Linked DNA regions of Mus musculus: region 1 is linked to region 2. A link is a contact called in public Hi-C data. All regions are on one chromosome and are shown on one strand. The core of a region is the stretch at or near the end of the contact, and the rest is flanking DNA. Distances in the headings are between cores, read along the strand shown. Region 1 has its middle 45 kb from the start of Gm26559. Region 2 overlaps Mrps27 (mitochondrial ribosomal protein S27).

Region 1 (5,220 bases), core at 770-3,269, 190 kb after region 2:
CATAAGGGTGGGAGAGCTGCCACTCTCTGCTCCCTGTCAATGTAAGCATTGGGTGGGCTAGCCAGGACAGTGCTGGAGAGATAGTCCTGGTGGTGTGGGTGCTGGAGAGCTGGTAGGCTGACCAGTTCAGCTGCCCCCCACACCCAGCATCCACCCCCATCTATGAACTGTTAGAGCATGTGAAAGAGCAGGCTCTGCTGATCCAAAGCTGCAGGGTCTTCACGATTCAGGGCAGCATCAGGATAATCAAGAAGAGTCCTGGTGAGTATCTAATATTGATAATACTGAGAAGCCAGAGGCCTCAAACCAGACCAATGAACATTTGCAAGTGAAGTTCTGTGGTCCAAAGAATATCCTGTGTGACACACTGCAGCTTCCACCATGAGATGTTTGCTTTGCTTTGTTTTGTCTATTTTGTTTGTTTGTTTGTTTGTTTTTATTTACTTTTCAAAAGGAGGTTGCAGGGACAGAGGGCAGCTATGAAGGGATGGGGAGATGGGTGGGACTGGGATGAATAATGTGAGGTTCACAAAGAAATCAATTAAAAGTAAAAAAAAAAAAAACCCAAAATCTCTCATACCTCAATTAAAAATATAAGTTACACGATTTTAAGATAGGTAAAAGATTTGTGTATAAATGCTCCAAAGAAGACATTAATGGCTGGTAAGTGCCTGAGAAGATGCTCAACGTTAGCTTTTAGGGAAATGCAAGCAAGAACCATGAGATAACCACTTCACATAGGCTACCTTGACTCACAGACTCAGAGGGTTCAGACCATGGTCTTTTGGCCCAAAATATTCAGGCAAAAGACCATCACTGCGGTGGGACTGTGTGGGGGAGGGCAGCTGCTCACCTTAAAGTGGATAGAAAGCAGAGAGACAGGAAGAAACCAGGGACAAGACCCACACCCCCCCCCCCATCCCTGCCCACCACTGTCCTAAAGCCCTGCATCTAGTGGCTATTTCACGTAGTTAGGTCCCACCTGGAGTTTCCAAAACCTCCCCCAAATAGTGTCGCTAACTGGGAACCAAACAGTTAAAACATGGAAGAGGTTTTCTATTCAGACAATGACAACCCTGCTCCATCATCTGTGCTCAGTCAGGAAGCCTGGAGGGGTATGTTGAGGAAAAAAGCAGCCTTCTATGAGCTAGTCCATAGTCTTGAAGGAGAGGTGGGCAGCATGCTAGCGTATTGCAGCTGAGCAAGTATGAACATGGCAGCTGCCCTCCAGGTCGCCAGACGAAAACCTAGTCACCTACAGGGTCAGCAGGTCAGGCTTCATTGTCTTTCCAGTGTGTAGAAGGCTGTGTTCTAAGACAAAGCCGTCTGGAGTCTGGTGGAAGTTGGGGAATCGGACTGGGCCTTCTGCTTCTTAGGAAGTATTTATGGGGGGCTGGTGAGATGGCTCAGTGGGTAAGAGCACCCGACTGCTCTTCCGAAGGTCAGGAGTTCAAATCCCAGCAACCACATGGTGGCTCACAACCATCTGTAACAAGATCTGACGCCCTCTTCTGGAGTGTCTGAAGACAGCTACAGTGTACTTACATATAATAAATAAATAAATCTTTAAAAAAAAAAAAAAAAAAAAAGGAAGTATTTATGGGATCGTTCTTGCTCCCTTAATTTACATCACAATCTGTACCTCAGCATCGCCCAGTTCATGGTCATCCTTGCCTTTGATGGACTCTGATGACCAGGTCTCCAGTGCCTTCTAATAGGGAGGGCTGTGGGTGTGCAGGAATGAACCTGAACTCTGCCCTTACCAGGAATAGACAGAAATTGCAAGAAACTCAAAGCACAGATGAAATTTCCCACTTGGTTACCCAGAAGCAAGCAGGCCCGTGAAGCTGGCCAGCTGCAGGCAGCCAAATGCTCTTCTTTTCTGTAAGACGAAAGCTTTTAGCTTGCAGATTCTGTCCAGCTGGAAGCTCCGGCAGGAATGATAAAGCAGGGCTTATGGCCAAGCCTTCTGAAAAGTAATCTCTTAAAAGCAGATGAGGAGAGACATGCGGTCTGGGGCAGCAGTGCATCTTGAGATTTCTGGGACTCTCAACCCACCCCGAGCCAGCTTGTCTCTGCTTATCTGTAAGCTTAACAATGAGACTGGGGACACATTAGACTCCTGCAACAACGGGCTTTTCCTCTTTGAATGAATGACTGCAATTGCCCTTGCTGCTGGTGAGTCTGAGCCTCACTACCCTGCCTCTTTATTCTAACCCTCCTCCTGCTCTTATTGTACTTTGCTTAATGGCAAACAGTGTCACAGTCTCAGCATGCCAGGGAGGGCAGGAGACAGGCTAGGGTTTAGATGGAGTGGCACAAGCAGGAGAGACTAGATGCTGCCTACCCCAGAGAAGGGGCAATGATCACTCAGACCCAATTCACTGCCTGTATTATTAGCAGTTTTTTTTCCCCCAAGAACACCAGAAATCTGAATTTTTATTGGGCATTTCCATATTTTAAAGTAATGTGAGCAGAGCCACTAAAGGGATTATGAGAAAGGGCTCCTTCCTTTCCATCCAGGGCAGCCATCAGGTGACCTGAGATGGATGCCCACAAGGGCATGAAGGTACACTGCTGGCAATAGTGACAGCTCTCTGCGCCCCCCCCCCCCCCCCCCGGTGGCTGCAAACGCCCAGCTCCTAAAGGCGCATCTTACAGCAAACCTGGTTAGCTCGTTTGCTGGAACTCTTCAGTCCGCCTCTGAAGAGTTGGACCCCACTGTGGGGCTTTGAGAGTCTTGAATTCTTACTGGGCGGGGGAAGATTCCACATATAAAATCTTCAAGGTTATCCTCACTGGGGAAATCCTTAAAGCTCTCAGAAGGAACCATGGGGCCCAGTGAGTCACTGAACACAAGTCCTGACTCTGGCGAGCAGCGAGAACCAGAACCAAGGGAAGGGCCACACAATTCATCTTATGGTTGGTGTGGTTCTCATGGGGCTCAATACTCTCCAGCCCCACTGTTGCCATTAGCACAAGATGTAAGTAATGTTTGTAAACATTCGTACCTAAGAAACAATTCAGGGCAGTCAAAAGAAGAAAAAAAGAGAGAAAAGAAAGAAGAACGTGGGACTCACGGATCTATACACCTTGAAGGTTTACAAATAAGGCTACCAGTTTGCAGTCTCTGCTGAAGACCACAGTGGCTAACAGCCGGGATTCTGGAATCCAATTAATTAGATTTTAACTCTGTGCCAACTGTGGGTCTAGAGTGAATTATCTAATCTTATCACCATCAATTAAAAATTTACCCACCACCATCTTTTGAGAATTAAACATGCTTACCACAATGTCAGACCTCTAGTACGCGCTCCATAAGGATGAACTGTTTCTACTCTATACTTATTTCTTTTGAAAAGACAAGTTTCTAGCTTCAAAATGCAGCTTTACAAACAACCTTTGTGCTGGAAATTGCCCAGCAACAGGCCCTGCTATGAACTGCAGAGCTGCAAGATCCGTGCAGCACTGATTGCTTCCCTGCAGCTCACCAGAGGCCAGGAAGGCAGGCCCTCCCCCACAGGGCATGCCCAGAAACTATAGATCCGGCCTTAATTACCAGCAATTAAATAGGCTTCAGCCTGCAGTGCAGAATCCGGTGCTGCTGTAGCCTCTGGAGGGCCTTTCGGGAAGGTGGCTCAGCTCTTCAGGAGCCTTCCTTACCCACACCCTACCATTTATTTAGTTCCCTCAAACTTCCCAGGTGTCAGGGAATCTGAGTTTGGTGGGTAGAGAACTTTTGGCAGCTTTGTTCTGACTAGGGTTTTCTTAGTTATAGGCGTTCTTGGAGGCAAACCTGGGCTCCTAGATTCTCTCTGGACAGTGAGAGATTAAGGCCCTGGTCTTTGCCATGATGCTCTGATTTGGGGGATGGGGGGATCAGCAAGAGGGAGTGTTCTACAACTGCAAGAAAGTGATACTTTAGCTGAAGTGGAAAAAGATAATTCAGAATAGATAGATAAATGAATAGAAAGATAGGTGATAGATAGACAGACAGATAGATAGATAGATAGATAGATAGATAGACAGACAGATACACAGTAGATAATGCATAGACAGTTAAATGTATGCTCTTCTAGTGTGGTAGAAAAAGCAGCTGTGGCAGAGGCTTTCAGCAAGTGGTGAAAGATTCAGAAAGGACACCAAGGCAAAACTGGCGGCACCCTCAGCATCTCTGGGTCTGAAGTGTCATGAGTACAGGCAAGAACCCAAGTACCTGGACTAGCCTTTTTGTTTGTCTGAGTCTCCATCTCTGACACAGGCTACTGAAACATCCAAGAAAGTCCCTTTTTCCTGGCCTTTGTTGACAGTGTGAGTCTCAGCAGAACTCTTGGTAGCCTCTGGGGAGAGCAGGCAAGTAACTGCACCTGCTCTTGGCTCTGGAGCCCCGAGGCTGAATGAAGTTGGCTCTTGGAGCAGCTGAGTGGCCTCCATCCAAGCCCTAAGGTTTCAGCGAGCCTCTGCAAGGCAAGCAGGAACTTCCCTGGTTTCTGTTTCACAGTCAGGTTTATTGTATCTTGGTTGCAATTCACTACTTATTTTCACTAGTCATTAATGACTCTGAGTGCCTGTTGTTTTACACACACACACACACACACACACACACACACACACACACACACACACACACAGAGAGAGAGAGAGAGAGAGAGAGAGAGAGAGAGAGAGAGAGAGAGAGAGAATTGTATAAAAATTAAAATGGAGGTTTAAAGTAGCTTCCTTGTTAATGCAAATCTTATCTCTTAGTATGTTTTTATATAAGTGATACCAGGCCAAAAGAAAAGCAAAACCAAAACAACACAACACAAGACAAAACAAAACACCTCCCCACTGCTTGACCAGTGTGTAACCTGTGGCAGAAAATTCTTGTCCTTTTTATTTCCCTTTTTAACCAGATGATGAATTGGTTGATGAACCCTTGCTTCACTGAGCCTCTGTGGGATGCATTTCTTTGGTGTTTCACCCATCTGTCCTGTTCTGCAGTGTCACTAGCTGTCACCAAATGACAGACCTACAATCTCACTAAGTGTATTCATCCACCTAAGAGAAGGGCAATGTTTGTGCGTAGCCAGCTCTCTCAAGTTCCAGCCTTAGGAACCATGGCAGACAAGTCAGACACAGCATCACGGTAAGAAACAGTAGAAGTCAGCTGCAGAGCCTGGGAAGTTGCTCTGAGCCTCCATTCAAGGCTTGAATACCCACAAGGGTGTTATGTACTGA
Region 2 (5,282 bases), core at 501-3,000:
CTGTCATGATTAACAAACAAAAAAGCAGTCCATGTAAGACTAGGTCACAGAAAGACTGGGGCTTCTGATCCGTCGTGGGTTTCAGTCATAAATAGTGTTAGTGATCCCCGCTAACTTTCGTGCACTCTTTATCCTTATGTCTCCTGCCTCTGAAAGGCTCACAAAGCACAGGTTCTCTGAGTTGTTTCCTGCAGTACAGTCCTTTGTCAACAGCTCTTTCTATTGGCTGTTTTCATGACATAGTCAGGAACCTTGAACCAAGCCTGTGGGATGCAGAGACAAACTAAAGCTTCTGCTTATGTGCAGTGTTTGCAGGTGAGTTTGCAGCTTGCTTCTAGGAGCTGCCACAGTGTTAGAGAGCGGAGCAGATGAGCGGAGGTTTAGGGGGAGTTGGTGGGAGGGAGCAGGAGTCGCAGTTGGTTGCATCATGACTTTAAGGCCAAGAGCAAGTCCATCCTTAAGTATTTCCAGATGTTCTGTGTCTAGGGAAGGGATACTTAGAACCTTTGTGGATTCTCTTCACTGATCGTGACTGCTGTGATTTCCATGATAGATTTCCCTTTATGGTTGTTTTAAACAGACAGGGTTTTTTGGAGGCCTGTTCTGTTTCTTTAAATATCAACGTTGGTTTTAAGACAGCATCCTCATTTTCTAGGTGAGTTTGGGACTTAAAGCAGTCTTTCGTAGACCAAGCAGCCAGTGAGGGAAATACTCACCGCTTCATGGTCCATACTTAGGGGCGGGGGCTGGGTGTTGGGTGCCTCCCAGAGGTGATAGATAATCCAGGAGTCTTCATTGCTAAAAGCCTTGGCACAGTTGATAGGAAAGGCGTGGGAAGAATGTTAAAATGAGACTCCGAGGGTCTCATAGGTACAGATCACCCCAGTTCTCAGCTTGCTGAGTTAGTGGTAGGTAGTGAAAGGTATCATGTCTCTCATAACGAACACAGTGTTCTCAGAGCACAGCCACAGTGGCCTCCCGTCCTGAGAGTGTCCTGTGCTTTCTGGTTTGTTTCCTGTCCCCTGTTTTGCCTCATCTATACTTGCCCTGACTTTTAATATAACTTCTGACCCTTCCTTAAAATTATATTTCAGCTACTTACTGACTTGTCAGAAAATGATTTGTCTTTACTTGAGAAGCAGTTTTAAAGGGAGGTTCAGTTGTGGTCTCTGAGGTCAGGGTACCAGGCCTTGAGAGTCAGGTGTGGCATATGCTAACATAGTTAACATATAAATAACATATGTAATACTGTTACACCCTCCACCCCTCCCTCTTTACTAATCGATATTAAATAATCCTCCTGTCTCCGTAGATAGGAGGCTTGGAGGAATTGTTTAAAAGCTGCTGCAGGGTCTCGAGCAGAGGAGGTGAATGGTTGCTGAGATTTAGCTTAGATAGTAGCCAGGCTTCGTCCCTGAAAGACAAGGACTATTTTTCTCTTCACTTTTCTTTAAGGGAAATTGTGTTTTAAATTCAGATTTTGGTTTTTAAACCCATTATTCTCCAGTGATCTTTGCCAGATTTCACTAAGGGTATCAACAGTCCAGGCCTCAGCAGGATTCAGAAATGGGGAGAGACAGGTAGGTGCTTATGAAGGGTGCTCAGTACCCAGAGGCAAAGGATGTCAAATTTGGGGGAAGCGTCCTGATCCTAAAAGACATCAGGTTGCCCTATAAATAGCTACAAGTTGCAAAGCTTTACGGCAACCATAGCAGACCAAAAGGGGGCAGCAGAGAGTCATCTGCATTCTGTCTGCAGGGAAGGGATTCCCGAGTAGAAAAAGCCTGCCCCAACCCAACCTTAGCCCAGTGCTACTGAGTTGGTAACTAAAGCACAGAATAGATAGCGACTAGGGGTTCTGGGCTGCAGACAGTCACACAGCTGAGAGAGAACTTGTATGTCTCTTCTGATGATAGAGCAAGCAGCAGCTCGGCATGGCTGAAGCTGTCGGCTCTTCTCAGCACTCCTCTTTCCCTGATGGAGAAGTTGAGTAACCTGCTTGTGTAGCCCATTGCTACATGGAAGGTTGGGTTGATCTACTGTGGCCTTCAAGGTTAGGATGAAACAGACAACATTTTTCATATTTCAAAAATAGAAAAAGATGATTAAGGCTTTTAACTTTATAAAGGAAAAAAAAAGTCTGTATTTTAATGTTTCCTGGCAATCTTTTTATTATACCTCCATTTATCTGTTTTAAGTGAATCTGTTTAAGTTAATTTAGATTTCACTTATAAAGTTAATCTAATTTTTGCAGAATTATTTGAGGGCCTGAGAAGATAATCCTAAAATCGAGTGAAAGAATAAATGGCCATGAATACTCACGCTGGGTTATGGGGGCAGGCAGGGAGGGGTTGTTTTTGGTTTCTAGTTTATTGGGCCTCTAGTGATTATGGAACAGCTTTGAATTAAGTGACATTTTCTCATTTCTTTTTGTTTTTATACAAGACTTTTCAGCCCAGTAAATTAACCCCCAATTAATGTATGCTTTTGTTTTTAGCATGTATATGTGATTCATATAGAATCACATTAATTATGAGATATAGATTTATACATATATACCTTATATGCATACCTTATATCCCTTATATACTTAATACCTTATATGTGTATATATATATACCTTATATACTTACATACCTATATGCATAAAACATATGTCCCTAGTCTTTTTTCTGCCATTTATTGAACAACCCATGACCCATGTTGTGCTTTGACATAGGAAGTAGTCTACAGTTCTACCTGTATCAGTGCTCAACTTGTATCATGAAGCATGTTTAGCAGCCTCGTTAGTTCTCAGACGTATTTTCCAAACGCTTCGTTTGAATGTGTAGTTCCTGCATCCTCCTCCCAGCGGAGCCTTAGATGATAGCTGAGCTCCTCAGAGATGTGGCCACAAACCTCAGACAGCCTATGGGGCTTTTTCGCTGATGATAATCATAATCCAATGTCCTCGTCCTCATCCTCTCCTAGAATAGCCTGCAGATTCCAGGGGGACTTCTGGATCCCCCTCTTGTAGATGAAGGATATAAACCAAGAAACCTTTCCAAGGCCAAGCAGCTAGAGACTGACCAAAGACCTTACCCTGGATTTATTTGGTTCTTCCTCTAAACCTGAGGGAACATTGTTTCCATATCATCCAGGCTCATAAAAACATTGTTTGCCTGCTCCACAAATGTCCGGTCAGGTTAGCTTCACATCCCCTCAGCAGCGTGCTGCTCCTGAAAGCACACTCGGTATGTGTGTTTATGTCACCTTCTGTAGTGGTGTCGAAACACTCCTTCCTATCCCGGAACACCCATGGTACAAAGAGAGCAGAGAGGCAGAAATAGCCTGGGTTTGTTTTCTCATGTCAGTAGAGATCTATAAACCGCTGGGCTTTTGGAAGATATTTTAATAGAGGATGACTTTTCAAGCTAAGGCTGTGTGCTGACAATAGTGCTGTAAGTTTATCATATTTATGACTCCCAGATTTTATTTGAAGGAGTTGACTGAAAGACTAGAGATGGGCTCTTTCCCTGCTACCATGTAAAGTTAGCTTTCGCCTCTGGACAGAGTGTAGATTTGAAGTCAAGGCTGGCGTCTTAGGGCTGACCTTAATGTACATGTTTATTGAGGTGAGAATCGCTGAGGACGTTCTAATGCCGTGTCCTCCCCCGTCCCCCTCCACCCACCTTCTCTTGGCTTTCATTTGTTAGTATTACCTTTCTTTGTAGATAATAATCATTTGGGCTCCACTCTCAGATCCTTCTAGCCAAGTACTTTGTGGTAGTTCTGCGTTCCCTAGATACTTATTTGGAAAGCGACATTGGAGCACTTTATTTCTCAGAATTTTGATATCTTATTATGGTAAAATAGTACAGAGTCTCTTTTATTTGTTTTGATATCTTCATCTTTGGCAGAAATAAGTCTGACCCTTCCCCTGTGGACAGAGTGTATTCTCTCTCTGGAGCACGGCCAGCTATGGTTCGAGTGTTGAGGATGATTCTATCATAGTGACTTTGTGATCTCTGCACCGGAACATAGCTGATCTTTAGAAAATGTTTGTTTGACTGGATGACAAAATGAAATTTATAAGCCAATTAATATTTAAAGCTCTGATTGTGTGCATGTTGTTTTCCTCTGTTCATACATCGTTTGAACTCGTCAAATGAGCAAATGAGGATAACTTGGGGGTGCATTTTCAGATAGATTACATAGTGAAATATAGAATGCCAACCTAGGGCCATGCTGTGGTAAGCAGTAAGCACTGGGCTGGAACCCACAGGTCTGTGTGGTTCCACCAACACAAACAGTCTGAGTCTTGTCAAGTTGCTTAAGCCTTGCTGATCTCAGCTTCTTCATCTTTAAAGTAAATAGAGAAAACTAGAAACCACTCTCCCCTGCCTGTGGAAATGATCTGGAAAGAGTCAAGCCTGGTCCAAGCTACAGAGGAACTGTGTTCTCTGTGGGGCTGTCTCTAGGGCTCTGAGCTCCCCTTGGGAGACAAGGAGATTCCTCAGCCATGAAGCCAGCATGCTTGCTAAGCTTAGCGAGAGCAGACTCATGAAGCCAATGGTAGCCATTCTGGTCCTATGTCTATGTTCCCTCCCCTAGTCCAGTCCAGTTTTCCTTCTCATTTCTGCCCACAGTCATGCCAGCTGTAGAGTCCTAGCACATGGGAGAACGGCAGGACTATTTGGGGAGCTTCTTTTACGTCAGTACAAGCGCAGGCGCGTTGCTCCTAGGTTCCTTTTCTCAGTTAGGTGCAGGGCAGTATGGGAATACCATATATAGGGAATGTCTGTGGTTGTCCCTCTTCCTCACTGGGCTTAGACCTGTTGAGACAGGAGCTGGTGATTGTCTGGAGGAGGACAAAGAGACAGTGGGTATATCTGCCTTTGTATCTGGCTCTTTAGAGCCCGTTGCTTTCCCCTCTGTCTTTTCTCTCTGCCCGTGGTGGGATATTATCTTAGGCCAAGCTCCAAACAATTTTCTGATTTTGTTTCTACTATCTCTATTTGTTTTATTTATAGTACCTTCAAAGATAATAAAAATAAGATAATTAACCAATGTATCAGGGCCGGATGAAGTAATGTACAGTTTTAATCCCAGCATTCAGATGACAGAGGCAAGTGGATCTTTGCATTCAAGGACAGTCTGGTCTACAGAGAGCACTGATACACAGTGCTGCATGGTAAGATCCTAATCTTGTCTCATTAAACAAGGAAGTAGATCTGTTTGAAGTCAATAATCTTGATTTTTCATAACAGAACCACCATTCTGTCTCTCTTAGGACATAGATA

What was found. Hi-C and Micro-C count contacts between places; a contact is called where the count stands out from the background.
Region 1: a contact with region 2 is called in a Hi-C map of rod photoreceptor, with 3 times the contacts expected there. The contact joins two enhancer-like sites. A contact is called at or near these places in 5 of 484 Hi-C or Micro-C datasets (the N1E-115 cell line, Sertoli cells, embryonic stem cells and 2 more) and 1 of 9 other capture datasets (embryonic stem cells).

The regions. Positions count from the first base shown.
Region 1 is chr13:99,558,867-99,564,086 of GRCm38.p6, forward strand. No RefSeq gene overlaps it. Among named protein-coding and RNA genes, the nearest start is that of Gm26559, 45 kb to the left of the region's middle. Within about 2 kb of position 2,020, at least 16 of the 459 cell types and tissues checked have an H3K27ac peak or open chromatin away from gene starts, as enhancers often do. A contact at or near this core is called in rod photoreceptor, where this site is marked.
Region 2 is chr13:99,373,996-99,379,277 of GRCm38.p6, forward strand. All of the region lies in intron 4 of Mrps27 (mitochondrial ribosomal protein S27), which reads left to right. Among named protein-coding and RNA genes, the nearest start is that of Mrps27, 32 kb to the left of the region's middle. Within about 2 kb of position 1,751, at least 14 of the 459 cell types and tissues checked have an H3K27ac peak or open chromatin away from gene starts, as enhancers often do. A contact at or near this core is called in rod photoreceptor, where this site is marked.